4 separate regions of the Mus musculus genome follow, and regions 1, 2 and 3 are each linked to region 4. A link is a contact called in public HiCAR-type and promoter capture Hi-C data. All regions are on one chromosome and are shown on one strand. Each heading gives the region's core, a stretch centred on a gene start, on an enhancer-like site or on the middle of the called end of the contact. The rest is flanking DNA. Distances are from core to core; before and after follow the strand shown.

Evidence for each region. Promoter capture Hi-C pulls out the DNA fragments that hold promoters and counts their contacts. HiCAR-type assays count read pairs that join an accessible place to other places.
Region 1: a promoter capture Hi-C map of pre-B cells shows a contact between it and region 4. The contact joins the promoter of Pcm1 here to the promoter of Tusc3 in region 4.
Region 2: a HiCAR-type map of astrocytes shows a contact between it and region 4, with 6 times the contacts expected there. The contact joins the promoter of Lonrf1 here to the promoter of Tusc3 in region 4. A contact is called at or near these places in 2 of 39 promoter capture datasets (hippocampal neurons and liver) and 2 of 115 datasets of contacts at active chromatin or transcription factors (astrocytes and embryonic forebrain).
Region 3: a contact with region 4 is called in a HiCAR-type map of astrocytes, with 5 times the contacts expected there. The contact joins the promoter of AI429214 here to the promoter of Tusc3 in region 4. A contact is called at or near these places in 2 of 39 promoter capture datasets (hippocampal neurons and liver) and 1 of 115 datasets of contacts at active chromatin or transcription factors (astrocytes).

What each region holds. Positions count from the first base shown.
Region 1 is chr8:41,236,961-41,242,465 of GRCm38.p6, forward strand. Pcm1 (pericentriolar material 1) reads left to right here and starts at 2,799. Exons shown (of 38, transcript NM_023662.3): 1 at 2,799-3,003.
Region 2 is chr8:36,247,364-36,252,663 of GRCm38.p6, forward strand. Lonrf1 (LON peptidase N-terminal domain and ring finger 1) reads right to left here and starts at 1,996. Exons shown (of 12, transcript NM_001081150.2): 1 at 1,204-1,996. The coding sequence starts at 1,891. Gm35712 (a long non-coding RNA gene) reads left to right here and starts at 543. Exons shown (of 4, transcript XR_870368.3): 1 at 543-696.
Region 3 is chr8:36,990,186-36,995,587 of GRCm38.p6, forward strand. It overlaps AI429214 (expressed sequence AI429214), which reads left to right and starts at 3,390. Exons shown (of 1, transcript NM_001039220.3): 1 at 3,390-5,348. The coding sequence starts at 3,515. The coding sequence ends at 4,396. All of the region lies in intron 2 of G630064G18Rik (RIKEN cDNA G630064G18 gene), which reads right to left.
Region 4 is chr8:39,002,452-39,007,671 of GRCm38.p6, forward strand. Tusc3 (tumor suppressor candidate 3) reads left to right here and starts at 3,394. Exons shown (of 10, transcript NM_030254.4): 1 at 3,394-3,749. The coding sequence starts at 3,612.

The DNA.
Region 1 (5,505 bases), core at 1,549-4,048, 2.2 Mb after region 4:
GGTGTGTGGGGGACTTTTGGGATAGCATTGGAAATGTAATTGAGGAAAATACGTAATAAAAAAAAGAAAAAATATAAAGTAAAAAAAAAAAAATAAGAAAAATAAGAGCTGGGGACTTGCACATCGTCGCATTGCACAGGCCTAGGATGTGGAATGCACTAGTTTTCTCTCCAGAACTGCCAAAAAACCCAACCAAACAACAATACTTCTCCTAAAGTCTCTTTGTGTAGCTTTAATTTAATCCTATTTTTAATGATGGTTCTTAAATTCTTTAACTGTTCTTGTAGCCCACCACCCACAAGAGGTGGTAGAAAAGAGGTAGCAAAACACCATCCAACCGACTTTCTCAAGAACCCGTAAGTTTTTCACACATTCCCTGGAGAACAAAGTCCAATCTGTTCAGATTGGTAATAAGACTTTCTATACTTTGGACCCAACCTGTTGCTCAGTCTTACCTTGTTCAGCCTCCTCTGTGCCTCACCCCACATGAATCTCTACTTCCACCAGCCTGGTTTCTGTGCTGGCCAGTGCTAATTCGGAATGTACTATGTATTCCTGGCATAACCCATCTCCTTCCAATCAGCCTGCCATTCATACTCCTGAGTATTTCAACAAATATGTTCAATATGTCTCCTAAATGCCAAATATTGAAAATCAGTTCCCATATGTATTTTAATACCCAACCTCTTTGTTTCCCACATTTTTACAGATGGCTGTACCATATTTCATCTTCCATAGAAGTCCTAGAGCTACTATTATTTTTGAGATAATATAGCCCTACTCCCCCTGTCCCAACTACTAAAGTGCTTTCTGCCCATATCATTTATTTTGTCATAATCAGGTATTATTAATACCAAACTGATTCATTTCCTAAGGTATTGTATGTCTTTATATATACAAGCTACATTTTTGGAAGTCAGGATAATTTTACAGCATCTCAGGCTTCCCCCACTCCCCATATTTCCCTAAAAGACCAGTGATGCTTGAGGAAAGTTATTTAAAAATATGCAGTATTTTTATTCTTTGCAATTTTCATGTCACGTATTTTGATCATATTCACATACCTCAACTCTTTTTCATAGGTTCTCCAAGATTCACCCTGCACTTCTCCCAAAATGAAAGAGAATCATATCCTCTTAAAACACACACACACACACACACACACACAGAGACACACACACACACACACACACACACACACACACACACACACAGACAGAGAGACACAGAGAGTTCTGTGTAAGCAACTTAGTCACACACACACACACACACACACGAGAGAGAGAGAGAGAGAGAGAGGGAGAGAGAGAGAGAGAGAGAGAGATCTGTGTAGGCAACTTAGTGAGACTCAGATCCAAATGAAAAATAGAGGCCTAAAGATTATAGGTCAGTAGTAGAGTACTTGCCTAGCATGTCATGTCGAAAAGCCCTAGGTTCAATATCCACTACCCGGCTGGGTGTGTAGCTCAGTTGACAGAATGTTTGCCTAGCATGCATGAAACCCTGGGTTTGATTTCCAGCAGTGTACTGATTCATTTCCTTAAGGTATCGTATGTTTTTATGTATACAAGCTACATTGAGGTGGAATGCTACACTTCAGCATTCCACAAGCAGAAGGATCTGAAGTCAGAGATTTGAGGCCAGCCTGAGATACAAGAGACGTTGCCTCAGAAACAGGATAAAAACGAATACAGAAGGCTATGGACACAGTAGTAAATTGCCCTGGGCAGGAAGAGTTTAGTTGATAGGAACCGTGGTGCTCTGAGAGAGTTGTAGTATTTTGTTTTGTAAACAATTTGTTGGTAATTGTGTGGAGCAATTTATTGTGGAAAAACAGAAACCTATTCTTTCTCAATTACATTATTTTACATTTAAAAAAATCCTATTTTAGACATTTAGAAGCTGTCTAAAAACAGAATGTGTATGCATGCAACTAAAATCGACAGGTAGTCTTAACTTCGGAGCCTGGCATATTGAAAGCCTTGCAACTTAAAAAAAAAAAGTTTTGTTTTGTGCTGTTTTTATGACACTATTTATCCATTTATTAACCTTAACACAGCCGTTAGCAAGAATATAAATTAAACAGGATTTCAAAGACTATCCGTTCAGCGAAAATTTCACAAGATTAAACTCTGTTTACAACTACTTCTTTCTACCAACAAAGTAGCGGGACAGCGTTCCAAGTGGCAATGACCACTGACAATCTTATTTATGATTCTTCCACCGACTAAGCACACATGACATACTGATTTAATATCCTTGCTAAAATTAGGGGTTAGATTGTAAAGGCTCATCAGTATCCTTCGTGATAGGAAAGTGGGTAGGAATGCACTACAAGGGTTCCCAGTCTTCCGGTCTCCATCTGGAAGCTCATGCCTCCACAGAAAATTAGAAAGCGCCCGGAGACTTGCAGTGAGCTAAAGCACTTATAAACCCCACAGGCCTCAAGCCTTAAAAAACACAGCGGAGCCATCTGGCAGGCGCACAGCACACTGGGATTTGTAGTTCCGTTTCTTTTGGCTACCCAGTTGAGTGGGCATTCTGGGATGTGTAGTTCCCAGGTTGTTCGTCTGCACAAATCTTTTCCTGACTAGAGGGGCGGTACGTGACTCCACGGAAGGCCCGAGCGTCACGTGACTCAGGTCACCGCACGCCCGGAGTTCGCACTGCGGCTCCAGCCCCGGCGAGTTCTCGCCCCCGCGCAGCCGTTGCCGAGGAGACCGCGCTCGTCTCGCGGAGCGTTGCGCCCCCCCCCCCCTCTGCAGTTCCCCCGCCCCCCACTCTTCTCCCACCACAATGAGGTCCTAAGATGGCGGTGGCTGCGGCGGTTGGCGCCTAGTTAGCTAATGTAGAGAAGGCGGCCATTGGGGCTTTGGGCAGTCGAGGGGGATTTGTGGGCCTCCCTTCCGCGGTCTTGGAGGAAGAACCGCTGCCGGCGGCGGCTCCTGGAGGGGCGGCCGACCGCCACTCGGCCCTTGGCAGGAGGGGCGGCTTCGTTTCCAGGTAACGCGGCCCTGGGCCACCGCGGGCCGGAGCACAGGGTGGTTCGAGGCGGGCGCGGCGCTGGAAGCGGCCTGGGGCCACGCCTGCCCGTTTTAACTCTGAGGTCCCATGGCTGCGCGATCCTTCCCCACCCCCAGGCTGTCATCGGCTCCTCTCGGCGCCGACTGACACGCTAGCTCTGGCGAGCGTCTGGGACGACGCTGGCTGGCGCCTCCACGATCTTGGGGCGTCCCATGTGAGGACCGCTCGCCCGGTGCTGGAGATTTCACCCCCCTCCAGGGTGGAGGGGAAGGTTGCCTTGTAGTTCGGGGTGATGAGTTCCGAAAGAAACTGGCCTTGGCGGCCCGAGGCCCCGGGGACCGCCATCCCTCCCAGCCCACCCGCCGAATTCCATCCTGGGAGGGGTCCCGGGCGGCCCGGATCCTCCTGGGTGCAGAGAGTCTGTGGCCCGGGAGTTTTCTGCGGTCCCTTTTATTCTTGGAGCAGGAAGGCCCCTGGAGGCGTTCCTGACTCCTGCTAGTAGGTTCTTTTCGCTAAGAAAATGTTAATTTAATAATCCTTCTCCGCGCTCCTCCCACTGCCCCTTCTTCACCCCTTCGGGAAGATCCAGTTTCTTTACATCTAGAATGGGTGGTGGGGGGGCGAGGGGGAGACTGGGGATGGGTGGGTGGGAGGGAAGCGAGATGTCCAGTGGGATTCTGGCAGCCTGGCTTGCTTTGCAGAGACTGCTGTTAAGGATTAGGTGTTCGGCCCCCCTGTGGGGGCGTCTGCGTGAACCAACTTTTCCTCTCGCGCTAGCCTGGTCCAAACCCAAAACAAAACACAAAACGTTTTTTTCCTCCCCTTTCTTTCATGGCGGTATTAGGATTGGTGTGGGAACTACGGGTGACAGATCGTGCTTTGGCGCTTAGAAGAAGCGGGCTTTCTGGGTGCCCCTACCGCCTCCTACCCCCGCCCCATAACCGCTTTCCAGACCCCGCCTTCGGTGTTCTCTGGTTACTAGAGCCGGTGTTCAAGAGCTTTTTGTGCACCTGCTTCTGCCTTTTCCCTATCACCTTCCTGGTCAGGGCCACTGGCTGGCGTCGTTAATACCGAATTTCGCACTTGAAGGTACACCTCGGTAAATGTAGTTAAAAAAAAAAAAAGAATTCTCATGCCTAAAGCTTTTTTAAAAAATAAGAGAGTAACAAGTTCTTGAATAGTTTGAGTAACAGGGATTTAATGACTTAATCAGGAGAGTACATTTTCTTCAAGGGTCTTTAGATGGCAGCTGCGGGCTATTTTCATTATATTCCAAAGTGAGTGTTAACACCCAAAGCGTTTGGAAGGATCTTAGAGACTTGGGGTATCTAAACGTCTTTGTTAATGTAAATTGAGTTTAAAATTATTTATAAATTACATATTTTTAATTATCTGAAACGATAGGTCATAAATTTAGTGCTTTCTTTCTAAGTATAAAGTGTAAGAATTTACTGGGTTTTTAAAATTTTAATAAGCAGACAGTTGCTTTGAACCGTGGAACAGAAAGGTATTTCTGAAATGGGGAAAATTTGTTTTTGACACCTTAGTGTGTTAGTTTCATATGTATTAAAGTTGGGAACACTTTATACTGGGCTATGCTGTCTAAAAGCTGGTGCAGGGTTGAAGGGTCTATTTAGTAAGCACACACTTTGGGTGTGCAGCCTTCTGACCTGCCATTTTGGTGTATCTTCATCCTTTGAGAGCTGTGCCGCTCCTACTAGCTAAATAAGATGATTTATACAGTAGTACTTTCTGGGAGTCCCTTGTCTTTAATTTTTTTTTTTAAACTCATTTGAGTTTGAATTGTCATAAGACAATTATTTGGGTAGCTTCAATTTCCAAGTCCATTTCTCTCAAGTTATGGCCTTCCACATTCTTTATCTGGCTTTATCTTTCTTTCATGATCTTTTCTGCTTGCTTAAATTTGTTATACCAACAACTGACAGGCATTGATTTAGTTATCTGAAATTACTTCGAACGTTAGTAGCCTTGCCATATTGGGATGTAAGTTCAGTTAAAGTTAAAAGAAGTCATGAAGGCTGTCTAGAAGATAAATGGCTAGGGCTAGCTTATTGATCGAGTAGTTGCCTAGCATGTATTATTGTTCTGCATTTGCTCTCCAACACCAAATAAACAGAAATGATGGTGGATGCTTGTAAAAATCCCCTCATTAGGGATATAGACGCGGGAGGTTTAAGGTCCCCCCCCACCCCCGACCTGGGATGCATGAAATGCTGTATAAAAATGAAGAAATATAATGGCTAAAGGATGAGAATAGAAGAGATTTTGTTTAAAATATTTTAGAAGTAATTGCTCTTTAGTGTGTATGTATGTATGTGTGCATCATGCATGCGTCTCTCTTCAGAAGGAATCTGAAGTTACTTCTCCCATGCTGTTTTAAGAAAAGCCAGGCAAGTGACATATACCTGTAGTCCCAGGAGTTGGGTAGCTGAGACAGTAGGATCAGGAATTTGGGGCTAG
Region 2 (5,300 bases), core at 746-3,245, 2.8 Mb before region 4:
ATATTCCTGAAGCTACTGTCACTTGCTCAGGATGACTAAAAGAGTCAAGATAATAATTTCAGTTACAAGATTATAACTTATCTAATACTTAAATCAGTTAAAAATTCCCAATGTCAATGATTTCATATAAGTAATTTCTCGTGGTAGGCAGCAGACATAAAGCATGGCCAACATCAGGTGACCAACTATGTATGATAAAGTTGACATTTGGGCCTGATCAGTCTTTCACATAGGCGGCTGTGAGCCTAGGAATGTTTAGTGACATCCTTGGAAGGGCCACCAGATGTCTGTACTGACAGGACTCCTAAAAGAGGTGGCCATTCGAAGATGTCTCTACGTGCTTTTCTAGATAAGGTCCCCTCCCCAGTCAGTAGAGAACAACCACATTCCAGGATCTAAAGAGGAACTCTCGGGTTTACTAAGTTTACATGGCCCTCTTCCCCCTACCCCCCAGCTTAAAAACCAACTTAAGCTCTAAGCAGGAGACGGGACCAAGCTGCTGTTTCTTGGATATGAAAATATAAACAAAAGACCTACAAAGCTTCCCCTCACAGGTCTACTGTGAGCAAGGCAAACTCCTCACACAGGCTACTTCTCTACCAACACCAGGGGTACAAGGGAGCAGCACAGAGGGCGGAGGAAGCAGGATATGAGACAGGCAGGTGGAGGAGGTTCCAGGAGCAAGAGATCCTGCAGGTAAGAAGAGGTGACCACCTCGGGGGCAGCCGGCCACCAACTCGGAGTTGGGCCGTCGCTGGGCCTCCCGATGCCGGTGCCCGCGCCGGGCTCCCGCCACGCCCACTGAACGTCACCCGTTACACAACGCCCCCCCACCCAGCTTATGCAATTCTGCCCTCCCGCGGCTTCTAATTGCCCCGGTGACTTTAGTGCACGACCAAGGTAGACACGGTATCCCCCGAGCTCCCGCCAAGCCCGGGGATGCTCGCCCCCACCCCGGCTGGGGCTCCCGGCCAGAGTACTGAGGGAAGCCTGCGGCCCCCACCCACCCCGCGCCCAAGCTCCGCGGCCCCAGGTCCCCGCTGGGCGCGCGCACGAGGGAACCTCGCATCCGCGCCCCTCCCCGCGCCGCGTCACTTGCAGCTCCCAGGCGATCCCCACCGTGACCGAAGCACCCCGGGGCGCCGCCCCCTCCCACACTCGTGATCCCCGCTCGCCCGGCCCCACACCGCAGCCCCGCATCACCTGCTCGCAGGGCGTCGCAGGCGGCGGCCAGGGCCTCCCGGTAGCGCCCTTCGTGCAGCAGTTCCCCGAGGCGGCCGGCCGCCCGCGCGCGCTCGCGCTGGCCCGGGAACCACTTCTCCGCCAGGTGGTTGAGCACGACGCTGGTTCGGAAGTCGGCGATGGCGGCGGCCAGGGGCGGCGGCCGCGGGGTCCCCTCCGAGGCGGCGGCGGCGGGTGGCAGGCGGTCCCGGCACAGGCGGCAGCGGGCGCGCAGCTCCCTCCGTAGGCAACGGCGGCAGTAGCTGTGGCCGCACGGCACGGTCACCGGCTCGCTTAGGAAGCCCCGGCAGCTCAGGCAGCTGAGCAGCCCGGCCGCGCCCGCCGCGGGTGCCGCGCTCCAGCGCAGCCCGTGGCGGAGCCGGTAGCTGAACACCAGGCAGTCCACTAGCGACCCGAGGCGCTCGGGCCTGGCCGGGGCCCCGCGGCGCAGCGCAGCCGCGAACGCCTCCAGCGCTCCCTTCAGGTGGCCGCCCAGCGCCAGCAGCTCTCCGCGGCGGAGCAGAAGCTCCCAGCGCCCCGACTCCGCGCCCGCGCGCTCCAACCGCTCGCCGCCGCCGCCCACTTCCCACGGCCCGTTCCGGCTCCGCGGTCCGCCGGACGCCTCCCGATTCCCGCCCGGGGACGCCCTCGCCACGGCCGGAGAAGACATGGCCCGCACAGGGCTGCTCTGCCGCCGCCGCCCGCCGCCACGGTCCGGGAACCTCCGGGGCGCGCGGCTCCGCACGCGGCCGGCGAGCAGGGGGGCGTGGCGCGCGGACATGGCGGGGCGGCGCGCGCCCGGGGAGCCCCTGGGGGCGGGGCCTACAGAGGAGGGGCGAGGCTTAGCGAGGCGGAGCGGGGCGGGCCTTGGCTTCTGCGCCCGGCCTCCCGACATGCGGCCGGCCTCCTAGTTCACCAGAGCTGGCCGGCTGGTCCCGCCCTTTCTGAGCCCCTCCTGGAGAGGGACGTGAGATCAGATGATCCCCAGCGGGGATCTAATTGGCTTCTCTGACGAGGAGGGCTTGGCTCGTGACTGAACAAAGCCCGAAGTCTCCTGGGCGGCCTTCGAGCTGACACCTCTTGTAACCGAGGTCCATCCCCAGGCCTATAACTTGGGCGCTGTGCAGTTCGTATGTGCACCAGCAGTGCTGTGACCCCAAACCTGCAGCACCTGAGTAGGTACTCCGACTCCTCCTGGCCATAGAAAGGAAACTTTGGGTGGGTCTAGATGCCCTGGGTTACGGCCGGCCAGAACAGGCAAAGGGATTGTGAATGCACGGTGTGATTACTTTGAGACTTAAAACTGAAATCTGCCAACTTTATACACACACACATTCCACGTCCAGAGACCACTTCCTTTGGTTAGTGCTGACTTGTGATAAAGTTTATTAAGAGTTCAAACGAAGAAATGAACTGTCCAAAAGAAGCCCGATACTTTGTGAGTGACCTTTAAATTTTAATTTAAAAAGTGCAATACACCAACCCCCCCCATTAAACTATTAAATAAACAAAGCACACCTTAGAGAGTGAAAGTCTCCAGGTTCCTCAGATGGGCTCCACAACCTTCATACACACGAACCCACAGTTGCTTAAAGGTTTTTAAATGAGAATATAGAAGAAAAACATTTTCCCTGTGGCAGAAACCAGATCACTACAATGCAAGCATTCCGCAGCTTTGTCGACTGAAGACAGTTTGGCTCGTATGTAATGGATTCTAGTTCCTTTAAATGTGACAGCATCCAGTTTAATATTCTCAATGGAAATATTTATAGGTTTGATTACAGAGTACTGGGTGGAAAATGTAGGAAGAGATTTAAGGCTTTTGGTTCTTTTTCAAATACTTGGTAACAGGAAAGGAAATATATTTGTCTGAAATCATACAGTCAGTATTACAAAGAGATTTTAAGATCTTCTCACGGTGATAATATCGTATATAATGTTTAATCAACAGTTATCTTTCTTCAATTTTTTTTACACGAGGTCTGCAAACACACGAGATCCTGCTTACACAGAACAGGTGACAAAGGTTTGAAAGCGTCTTTCTGCTACACAATAAGCAAACCTCAGAAAAGAAAGAGGGCACAGGAACAAAGGGCTAGAGAAAGAAGAGTTGACTTAAAAACAAAAGCAAAATCCCGGGCTCCTGTTCCAGACAGTCCGGAAGCAAGGTGCAGCCAGGCAGGGAGCACCTCCTTCTCATCTGGGGAGCACGGAGAATTGGTTATGAGGAGAACCTTAAATCTAAGTTACATGGGCAATGGTGTTTACCTTGTATGTGTAGCTTTGGAATCAAGCCTGGGTCCTCCTGTCTTCTAGGCAAGCCCCCAAGCATGGAACCATAGCCAAGGCAGAACAATGATGTGAGTTAGATGCGGAGACACTCACTGGAGACTTAAAAAAATCTAACCAGTATAATGCATTCACGCGTGCACACACATATGGGTGTGTGCGAGTGCACATGCACACACACACACACACACACACACACACATACACGATTCACTTGCATGCTTCATTCTTGCCATGTGTGCGACCACAAACACATGCACACACACACATGCACATGCACACGCACACACGCACATGCACACACAGGCACACTCACATACACACACACACACACACACACACACACTATTCACTTGCACACTTCATTCTTGCCCAGGCAGTTTCCAGACTGTGCCCTAGCAAACATTTCATGAACTGCATTCATGATTAGACAAAGTATAATAATAAATTGGTAAACAAATAGGTCTTCTCAGTTACAGTTTCAAATCAGGTTTGTTATGAGATTTCTCTCTAAAGAAAAACGCGTGTCTCAGAAAATGAGATGAGGAATCGCCTTGTCCTTTGCAGTCTTTTTCCCTACTGACTATGACAAATACACCCGAATCTGGCATGGAATGAAGTGACACAGTTATGACAAAATAAGGAGGGAGGGGATGGTAGGAGGAACTGTGTCCTGCTCTCCATGGCATTTGTAAATGGTTATAATTCATGTTTGCTGGTTTATACATTTACATAACCTGTTCTCTCTCATTTATGTAACTTATTTATGTAAGAGGCTGTATTTCCACTGTGGCCTTTGTATGCAGCACAACTTCCCCCGATGAATCAGGAAGTCTCAGCACTGTAATCGCTAGCATTGTAATAGGTCACTCTTCTGTCTCTCTGTGCCACTAGAAAGGGTATGCCCTTTGATGCAACTGCCTCTTAAATTCAAGGGAGAGAGAAATTAGTACCTTCATTCATTTTCTAAAACTTAGCCTTTGGTCTCTGACTCATCCAGCAGGCTGGGAGGAAAAAAGAGGGCGTCCTGCAAGCCAGCCTCTGGGCAGGAGGTGCCTGACAGGCTTCAAGGGCTCTCTCCTTTCTTCCTGTAGCATCACTGCCTTTTGTCATTCTTTGCTAATGAAGTAGTAAAATCAGGAGGTTTGTATTTCGTTTCAGCCTTTCTTTTTTTTTTTTTTTTTTTAGTGTTGTCTTCTAAAATAGATCAGTTATGTAAGAGAGTCAGAAGAAAAGCGTATCTGTTTCCTAATTTGGAAAATGCTTATCACCATCATTCCCTGCTTATCCCTCCTGCCCACTGCCGCACCCCATGCCTTGTCCTGATATAGCTAGACTGTTAAGAATAACATTGACACAATGGTTTGCTTGCACACTACGCAGGAGGACATTTGAACCTCCTATTTGTACAGTCAGTGAACTTAGCATTTGTTTTCCCCGTTATCATAGAGAAAGAAAGAAAACTGAATGACCGTGGACCCGGGGAATATAACACAAAGGGAGAGAATATATGTCTAGGTAGCTCTGTGTTCAATCGTACATACACATATACATCATACATGCATACATGCATTCATACATACATACATACATACATACATATATACAGTCCATTTCCTGGTTCAGGTTAATGACATTCCTGATGCTAGAATCTAGCTAATGCTCTGAACACTAAATCATAAAGTATTATACAATCTGCCTATATCCAGTAGTGTTTCTATAGGTGAACCGCCTATAGACAGGGTTTCAAAATCCACCTAATAGTAGTCTCATTCATTATATATGAGAAA
Region 3 (5,402 bases), core at 2,140-4,639, 2.0 Mb before region 4:
AAAAAAATCAATAGGAAAAAAACTGTTACAGATAGCATGGCCAGCTGAGAAAACAAAGGAGATGGAACAAGATGGTTTGTACCCGGGTTTGAAGGGTGCTTCCATGTGTCTCACTGTTAAAATTCGGAGGACTGTGCACCAGCAAAAGGGAAGCCAGTTAAACAAGACACTTTCAATACAATCAAAATCTACTACAATCTAAGAACGGTTGGGAAAGGACTGAAAATTTTTCATACAAAATGAATCCCTTTAAAGGCACAAACAACATACGTGAGTAAGGCAAACTGACAGAACACTTAGGACTCATGTCACAGAAAAATGAACAGTATTTTCAACACAGAAAGTGTTGTTTGAGTGCTTTGAAATAATTGAAAGTAACGATGAAGGTGTTATAATAAAATAGATAAAAGAAATGAATAGGCAGTGCACACTGAAAATAAATCTAAATGATCCTTATTTATATAAAAATCTGTTCCACTTCGCTAATAACAAAAGAGGTTCAATTTTACATTACAAAAGATATAATTTCAGATATATCAGCAAAGACCCACAAATATGAATAAATGGCCCATAAATCACGCTCTCCGAACAGGCAGTTTTATATAGTTTCTGGCTGAAATGTCAAAGGTATACTCCTTACCCAGGGCAGCTGGAAACCCACATGCATCTTTACTCTGTGCTACAGTAATCTCACTAGTGGGAATTATCTTCAATACATGTCTCCCGAGACACAAAGAATAAGTAGAAACTGCCCATTCAAACATAGTACATTCTTATAACAGGATACCGTGCAGTTACTGAGAGAAACCAGGGAGGATACCTGAACGTTGATTCAGGGTAACACACACAATATATTTTTAAAAGGGAAACAGTCTAAAAAGTATGTAGCAATGTATACTGGTTTATCTTTCCAATACCAAACTAGACGATAAATTATAATATTTGAAATTATCTCTAGTGAAGCTAGTGGATATGGACAGTATGCAAATGTGGGTGACAGATACCATGTGTGTAATGCCTGGGAAACATGGCTTTACTGTATATTTCCTATTTAAGAAGGAGAAAGAGGGAAAGGGGAGAGACAGAGGGTGAAATTTAACATTTACTGAATATTTGCCTGAGGAAGACTGACAAATATAGGACTGTCTGGAATACCACATATTATCAATTTAATGACTTTCTGTAGCCACTCAGATAAGAACTTGTAAGGAGATGACATTAACACAAAGAAGTGAAAATGTAATACTAAGAGTTGTTTGCATAAACTAGAAGAAAGGATTCTGAAATTTGTAGATATATGTTAGCTTAAGTATAAATAATTTGTAATACAATTGTTGAGACACTGAAATGCTATCATTATACTCTCTGGGAAGTATATACATATTTTCTGTCAATTCCATGGTTTGTTTGTTTTTTTTAATCCTAATTAAAAACAAGAACTGTTGAATGTGACTTCCCGTGTTTTTCTCCTGTGAATCCCGGTTGAACATACATTTAGACGAGCCAGTGGAAGTAATCTGTGTCTCTCACTTTTGTATGAAAAGAATTTGGGATCCAATGGGAAGATGGGACTCCCTCCTCCTCTTCCCCTCCATGCTTTCTGACCATGCCACTCTCTTGAAACATTCAATTAATAAAAAAGTGATCTGCGGCGTTCTTCTTGCTCACACTTTTCTTCCCATCCTCTAAGAAGCACCGCATGTCTTTTGCCAGTGCTCCACAATGTCTTCACCTCTGCACACTAAGCACTAATGACTCTCAGGTATGGGAGTCAGTAGATGCATTTGACCTTTAGTTTACAGACAAGAAACAAATAGGGACTTGGGTTTTAAACAAAGACACCATGAAATTCCACCCTGCAGTACACTTGAAATGTCGACAGTGATTCACATAAATCACAGCTTCTATTTTCAAGTCCAAACTTTGACTTCTATCCTCATGAATATTATCTGAACATGATAGTATGCTGCAGCTATTTTTCTTCTTAAACAGCAGTTACTAGAATGTTAAACTGTCCACAGTATCTCGCTACTTTTATGAAAAGAAAATTGATTAATTTCCTATTCATATTTTTTGGTCACAGATGAAGCTATTTTTAAAAAACAGATAAACTTACAGTGCTAAAAGATAGAAGTTGGATGAGCCTGGGTATTAGCACATGGACGTTATTAGAGGATGTACTTTAAAGACACATTCCTTGTTGGGGGTGGGGAGAAAAATGAATTATATGGAAATATGAATGGGAGCATGAGGGAGGATTTTGAAACAATTTAGAATAAAAACACGAATCCTGCTGGAAATCCCTTAGATCCACAATTGTCTTTCTGCTTTCTTTAATTTGGCCGAAATGAGGAAGTTGGAAAGTTCTTATCTTTAAAGGAAGGCTGACCAAATTTCTCAGATTATCTTTGAATATTTCAGACCATTGACCTTGGCAAAGTAAGGGAGTGGGTGAGGACACACAAGGATGAGTCGGCAGTGTCGGAAGGGATGCAGGGAAGGAAGACAAAGTGCATTTGAGAGTCCAGTGTGTGTGTGTGTGTGTGTGTGTGTGCGCGCGCGCGCGCGCGCGCTTTAGGGTCATCATCAGGATTTTCAACATGTGCCTTTATATGGCATTTGGGTCTGAGGCAATGTCTTTTAAAAGCCCCGTATTAGAGGGATGTATCATTGGGTAAGGGCTTGAGTTTGAAATTAAATAGGAGGATACTTAGACTTTCTTAAAGTGGAATTACTCATGTCACAAAACCCACTGTCCCTTTGTAAGTGGTATTAAGCACACTAACAGATTTCTTGAGCAGGCTGCATCTTTAGGCTTTATCCTCAGAGACTCAGATATACAGAATGCAGGAAATGCACCCGAACCCTCCGTGTAAAGCATCTTGTAGGTGGTAATAGCCATACAGCACAACATCTAGAGATGAAGGTATGGATCTGGCAGTTGGAAGGGACAGCACCTAACACTGTGGTTTTGAGGAATCTGCGAGGGTTTTCAGGAGCCTTGAGAGACTGTGGAGAGACCTTAGAGAATATTGTGAGTATTTCCATTTTTATTCTAAGGCAAATCTACAAACAGCTTCTCCCTTGGCTCTAAAACAGGTATGTATTACTGGGGACTTCAGATAGCACTTTTTGTGGAAATTTTGCGGCAAGACGCGTTATCTCTTTTGTCAAGTGCCATCTGTCTGTCTCCATGGGACTTACGTATGCTCAACACCTGGTCTGACCTGAAAGGTTTGCGACCTTTTCCCTTGAATTACACACAGCAGCCTGAGGGCTGAATTAAAAGCTGTTGAACGGGCTCCTGCAAGAGACAGGAAAGGGGCGGGATACCGGAGACCACTCACTGCGCATGACCGGCCCGCGTTGCCATGTCAACCAGGAAAGGCATACCCGGAAGAAGAAGCTCGCGGCACTCAACTACACCAAAGATTGTGCCCTGTCGGCTCCTCTTTACTGGTTCCAGACCCATTTTTGACCAGAGCAAAGCAGATGAGGAACTGAGTCCGAGACAATGGGGTGGCCACCTGCTCAGAAGCCGGAGGACTCAAAAGAAGAGCACGGAGGCCCGGCCCAGACGGACGTCTGTGCTACTCAAGTTTCAGAAGAGTTCCCCGGGTCCTGTGCAGATGAGGTACTGAGTTCTGGTTCCATCAGCTTCTCTGGAGAATTACAATCCTATTCACACACCTCTGAGAGCCCAGTCGAGACCAAAACGCCGACTACAAGTTCGGAAGAGCAAGACGAGCAGTCAGAACTTTCACTCTTACAGAAGGATGAAAATAAGCTGAGTGAAATGTGGATCAACCATCTCAAGAGCAAAGAAATTCATTCTGAAAGATCTCAACCCGACCGTAGACTCCCACCAGAAATCCCTAAGGAATCCGCAGAAGAACTGGATGCCCTGCAGTCTTTTTGTACTAAAAAAGTAAACTTGATTCACCAGAGACAGGATTTAAGAGCTAAGAAAAGCAACAGACCCAAAAGGCTGCAGCTCAGATGGATTGCAGAGACCTCAGAGGTAGATGCTTTCAATTGTACGATCCCTGATGAACTGTGGAACAGAATCTATTTGGAAAACACGAGAGCGACTCTGGCGTACATAGGGGCGATTACGCAACACATTTCTTCGCAGTGTCCCAGCTGTAATAGCAAAAGAGCAGAGCTGGCTCAGTCTGACTTCCTGAGACGAAGGAAAACTTTACTGCAGTCACTACTACTCCAAGAGAAAATAGATGAACACCTTCATACCACAGACTTTCTCACCCGTGTTGGAGAAGCACATCAGGGCTTCCCCAGGCTTTCAGATGATCCTAGGATCATCTGGAAGCGACTGACTGAGAAAATGCTGAAGGGAAGCTCCGGCTTTGGGCGGGCATATTCAAAGCAGGTGTAGGAAGACTGTACAAGTCTTTTTAATGATTCTCAACTCACACGTCCAACCAGATAGGAGGTGCTGACTACTAATGATGATATGTACTATGCCCAACCAGGGGATGGTGACTATTGGTGATTAGTGATAACATGTGTTGTGCATACATGTACCTGGTGTGGATTTGAGTAATTACCATCTCATATAGAGGAAATTTAGAAACTAATGTAAGATTTACTTCTGCTTCCTTCACTGAAGTCTAAATCATTAAATCCAATAGATTTTTCACATTATGGAAGACAATTGGAGAAATTGCAAAACTTTTGTAATCTAGGGGAATATATATATATATATATATATATATATATATATATATATATATATGTATGTATATGTGTGTGTGTGTGGTATTCTCTCTATACACACACACACATATGAATGATGGTAGTTTGGAGTGGTGGTGGACAGTACAGAGAGAAAGAAGTAAACAGATATAAGATAGTTAGGAAGCAGCGATGAGGGCTGGTTTTGGTGATAAAGAGGCTGTGGAGACTAACTTTGAAAAGGCACTAGGATTTTGACTTGTGTACCTGTGTACTCGACTGAATAGTAATTTCCTTAAGACAGAATTCTATTTAGTTTCTGTCAACTTGACAAAAACTAGAGTCACTTGTGGAGAGGAAACCTCAACTGAGAAATTGCCTTTCTCCACCGGTCTCCAGGCATTTCTGAGGGAGCATTTACTTCCTTAATGATTGAGGCGGGAGGGTTTGTGCCACTGCCATCCTTAGTCAGGTAGTCTCAGGCTGTGTAACATGGCAAGCTCAGCAAGATATGGAAAGCAAGCCAGTAAGTCACATTTCCCCATGCGTTCTGTTTAGTCCTTGCCCAAAAGTTTCTGCCTTCACTTCCTGTCTCTGCATCCCTCTATGACCTACAATAACCTATTAACTAAATAAAACTGTTTCTTCTCTAAGCTAGTTTTGCTTATTCAACACACATACACACTCCACCCCACCCCAGTAACAGA
Region 4 (5,220 bases), core at 2,144-4,643:
CATAGATATTCAGAATTGAGATTTCCTCTTGGAAGATTTTACCTTTGATGTGTATGAAGTGCCCCTCCTTGTCTTTTTTTGATGACTTTGGGTTGGAAGTTGATTTTATTAGATATTGGGATGGCTACTCCAGCTTGTTTCTTCATACTATTTGCTTGGAAAATTGTTTTCCAGCCTTTCATTCTGAGGTACTGTCTGTCTTTTTCCCTGAGGTGGGTTTCCTGTAAGCAGCAGAATGTTGGGTCCTGTTTCTGTAGGCAGTCTGTTAGTCTATGTCTTTTGAATGGGGAGTTGGGTCCATTGATATTAAGAGATATTAAGAAGAAGTAATTGTTGCTTCCTATTATTTTTGTTGTTAAAGTTGGCATTCTGTTTTTCTGGCTGTCTTTTTTTAGGTTTGTTGAAGGATTTACTTTCTTGCTTTTTCTAGGGCCTGGTTTCTCTCCTTGTATTGGTATTTTTCTGTTATTATCCTTTGAAGAGCTGGATTCGTGGAAAGATAATGCGTGAATTTGGTTTTGTCAAGGAATACTTTGGTTTCTCCATCTATGGTAATTTAAAGTTTGGCTGGACATAGTAGTCTGGGCTGGCATTTCTGTTCTCTTAGTGTCTGTGTAATATCTGTACAGGATCTTCTGGCTTTCATAGTCTCTGGTGAAAAATCTGGTGTAATTCTGATAGGCCTGCCTTTATATGTTACTTGACCTTTTTCCCTTACTGCTTTTAATATTCTTTCTTTATTTAGTGCATTTGTTGTTCTGATTAATATGTGTCGGGAGGAATTTCTTTTCTGGTCCAGTCTATTTAGAGTTCTGTAGGCTTCTTGTATGTTCATGGGCATCTCTTTTTTTAGGTTTGGGAAGTTTTCTTCTATAATTTTGTTGAAGATATTTGCTGGCCCTTTAAGTTGAAAATCTTCATTCTCATCTGCTCCTATTATCCGTAGGTTTGGTCTTCTCATTATGTCCTGGATTTCCTGGATGTTTTGAGTTAGGATCTTTTTGCATTTTGTATTTTCTTTTATTGTTGTGCTGATGTTCTCTATGGAATCTTCTGCACCTGAGATTCTCTCTTCTCTATCTCTTGTATTCTGTTTCTGATGCTCGCATCTGTGGTTCCAGATTTCTTTCCTAGGGTTTCTATCTCCAGCTTTGTATCACTTTGGGTTTTCTTTATTGTGTCCACTTCCCTTTTTAGGCCTAGTATGGTTTTGTTCATTTCCATCATCTTTTTGGATGTGTTTTCCTCTTTTTCGTTAAGGACTTGGAACTCTTTAGCAGTGTTCTCCTGTATTTCTGATTCTGTTAGCCTCTAACAGCAGACCTGGTAGACTAGCTCTCTCCTGAGTTTCAGTGGTTAGAGCACTCTCTGCAGGCAAGCTCTCCTCTTGCAGAGAAGGTGCACAGATATATATTGTTCGGATTTGCCTCCTGGCTGAAGACAAAGGCTGTAAACAGGGCCTGTCCCAGAAACTGTGAGCTTCTGTAGTCCACACTCTCACCTCTGCAGACTAGTCTTGGTGGGATCTGGGAAGGAAGATGGCTCCTGTGGATGCTAAGGCAAAGCCCTCCTGGGTGGGGTGGACACCTCTCCTCTGGCAGGGACGGTGTCCCGATGCCTGGAGCCTGTGCAGACTAGTCTTGGGAGGATCCGGGAACCAAGATGTCTCCGGCAGATGCTCTGGCAAAGGCCTCCAAGGCCAGGCAGATACCTGTCCTCTGGCAGTGAAGGTGCCCAGATCAGTTTTCTTTAAAGAAGTGTGCTCAGTACAGGTATGATGGGTATATGTTTATATTTCCAGTATCTGGAAGGTAATGGCAAGAGAATGATGATTTAAGGTAGTCTTTGTTATATCCAGGATTATAGTGTGAGACCCTGTCTAAAAACCAAAATGGAAAAAAAAAAAAAAACAGAAAACAGAAAACCATAAACTAACTTATATGAACATAATGTTCAGATAATTTTGGGAAACAAAAAACCTGAGAATCATAAAAGAGTTGTTTTATGATCTCCTTTAAAAAACTGTTAAGAGATGGATCAGTGGCTAAGAGCACAGGCTGCTCTTCTAGAAGACCTGAGTTAAATTGCTAGCATTTTCACATGATGGCTTACAACCATCTGTAACTCCAGTTCTAGGTGCTTAGATACCCTCTGCTGGCCTCTGTAGACACCAGGTGTGCATTTCGTACACATATGCAGGCAAACACTCATATACATACAATAAGAATAAATAAAACTTTAAATAAGGTGATGTAGCATGTGCATGGATACAGGGCTGAACTGCCAAAGTTTGAATTGCTGCTTCATCTTTTTCTAGCTGTACCACATAAATATTGAGTGTTAATGTGTCTATGAAATGTTTACTAAAATTTCCTGTGGTTGTGGAACAACTTTTTTTTTTCATCCTACACTATGCCAAATCAGCAGTATTTATTACTTTTGTATGGAAACTGGCTTTGCCATATCATAGCCTAGTTGCTACAGGTCACATAGAATGTTGTGATCACTACATCAAAAATCACAAGATTGAAACTGCTGTCAGATGCCATCTGTGAGCACTGTTTGACTCTCATGTGACTTATTAGCTATGCCCCTGCACTTTTGTGACCTTTTGTCATGTCTAGCATTTAACTATTGTTTCTCATATTTACAATATTGTCTAATATCTCCCCACTACAAGTATTTGTTGGTTAGCAAAGTGAATTATTTCAATGTGAATATTTGCTTTATAATGGATTCCTTAATAATTATATATATATATACATAAATATATATGGGTGTGTGTATAATTTATGCAGTTAAAAGTACTTTCAATGTCTTTAGGTTTTTCATCAGACTATCAAAGGTGTTTATCGTACAAGAGAAAAAAATCTTTAGGTAGAGGAAACAATGCAGTTACAAGATGCCTTTATTACGCTCTATTCATTTTTGAATAGAAAAATGTTGTTAGTTTCTAGAGCAATGCTGCTAACTTCATGAATAGTGAATGAATAGCTTCTAGCCAGGTTGGCTTCTAAGGGCCCTGATGGGAGGTGGAAGAAACCCCGGGGCAAAGTGTAGAACACTCATGTACATCCAGGCAACTATGTTGTGTTTCAAGTGTGGTAAGGACCTCAAGAGAATACATATAGGGGTCCCTAGCAACTTATTAAAGTGATGGGAACCTTCTGGTGCAAGAAGGCAGCGGGATGTCCTCCTGATCCAGATGGCAGGTTGGCTCAACGGGCTCATTGCACACTCCTGTGCCCTGTGTGCTTAGTGGGCAGCCCAGCGTTGGGTCAGAGGTGAAAGCAAGGGGTTACTTCTTGATGCTTGCACACAGGAAGCCCCGGAGAGAGCAGCGGAGACGCGCGCGCACAGAGCCGCTTTCTCGCCACGCCCACTTCCTGCTCCATCCCGCGCCATTCTTGTCCCTCTCCTGGTGAACCGGATGCGCTGTCAGTCTCCTCCTCCTCCGCGTCCTTAGCCTCCACCCAGCTCCCTGGAGAAGCCGCTGCCACCCCGAGGCCTTGGCCAGGAGAGGCTGCTGGCGACTGGCCTGGCGGGCGCGGGCACGGTAGGAGCTGGGCGCGCACGGCTACCGCGCGTGGAGGAGACACAGCCCTGCGGCCATGAGTGCCAGGGCCGCTCCTTCACGCCGGAGACAGGCGGGCCGCCGGTTGCGCTACCTGCCTACTGGTAGCTTTCCCTTCCTCCTCTTGCTGCTGCTGCTCTGCATCCAGCTCGGGGGCGGACAGAAGAAAAAGGAGGTAGGCTGGATCCCTCGGGCGGTCGCCTCCGGGCGGGGGAGGGCTGGAGTTTGTCGCGTTGCTAGGAAGCCCCGCCGCGTTGCTAGGCAGCGGGGACGTGGGCGCCCCGGGGGCGGGAGCTACGTGGGCGGGAGCGGGTTGGGCGTGTCCCTTGGGCGCCACGGGTTGTGAGTGCTGAGGGTGACCCTACTCCTACATCCTGAAAGTGTGAGCTGAAGTCTGAAAGCTGGTGCTTCTGAGACCCTAGCTGTGCTGTGTGCCTCAGGTGTAGGCCGGACTTTGGATGCTGGTGTTCCTAAAGGGCTTGCTGGGTGTGAAAATACCCTAAGGGGAGTACTTGCAAGCACAGAGGAACTATTTACCCATTATTCTGCTCTTCTTTATGTTAAGACGTCACATTGAGCGTGTTATTCATTCTGTATTCCTAATAATACCCTTGTAGAACTAACTGAATGCTTATGTCTGTGTTCAACCTCAGTGTGTGATCAAGAGAACAGTCGCATTTTTATTTTTAGCTTTTACACTATGCATATTTATTTGGGAAGTTTGGGTCACCTGATTTCAATTTCAACCTATCTCTAGGGCCAAGGCTGAGATTTGACGAATCTAAGTGGGTGGTAGAATAATTCGAGCTCAGTTGTGCAGAATTAATCTGGTCTGTTCGCTTCACAAAAGCATTTGCTTTGGAATTGAGTAGGATTTTTAATTGTAGACCAGTTTGGTAAGAGTATTTTGTTTATACGGTTGAAGATGGGTTTTTCTGTTGAAATTACACAAGTCACGAGGCTCATAAAAAAGAATCTGGTTCAGTTTATTATCAGAATTTCTTATCAGTAGGGTAGGGAGTGAGTGAGCGCACATTGTAATCATTTTCCTTCATTAATTAAAAAGAAATGAAATGTTAATGTGTGTGATTTGTGCACCACTTGGGTAGGTGTCCTAGGAGGAATCTGATCCCCTGGAACTGGAGTCACAGCGGGTTGTGAGCTATCATGTGGGTGCTGGGAATTGAAACCAGGCCTTCTGGAAGAGAAGCTAGTGCTCTAACAGCTGAGCCTTCTTCAGTGCTCTCTCTCATCAGCTTTGCTTGAAACCACCTCAGTATTCACAATTGCCTTTCCTGGCCCCCTCCCCCCACCTTGAGATTTTTTCTCCTCCTCCTCCTCCTCCTCCTCCTCCTCCTCCTCCTCCTCCTCCTCCTCCTCCTTTTCCTATTCCTCCTCTTCCTCCTCCTCCTCCTCTTCCCCCTCCCCCTCCTCTTCTTCCTCCTCCTCCTCTTCTTCCTCTTCCCCCTCCTCTTCCTCTTCCTCCTCTTCCCCCGCTAACTTTTTTTTTTTTTGTACAAAATTCTTGGTATTTTGATAAGAAGTTGGAGAAGCCCTACTGTTAACTTGAAATCGAACTTCCACCACAAACTAGTTAGGTTTTTCCAGCACTTTGTGTCTTGTACATATTTTTCAGAGTCTTAAAT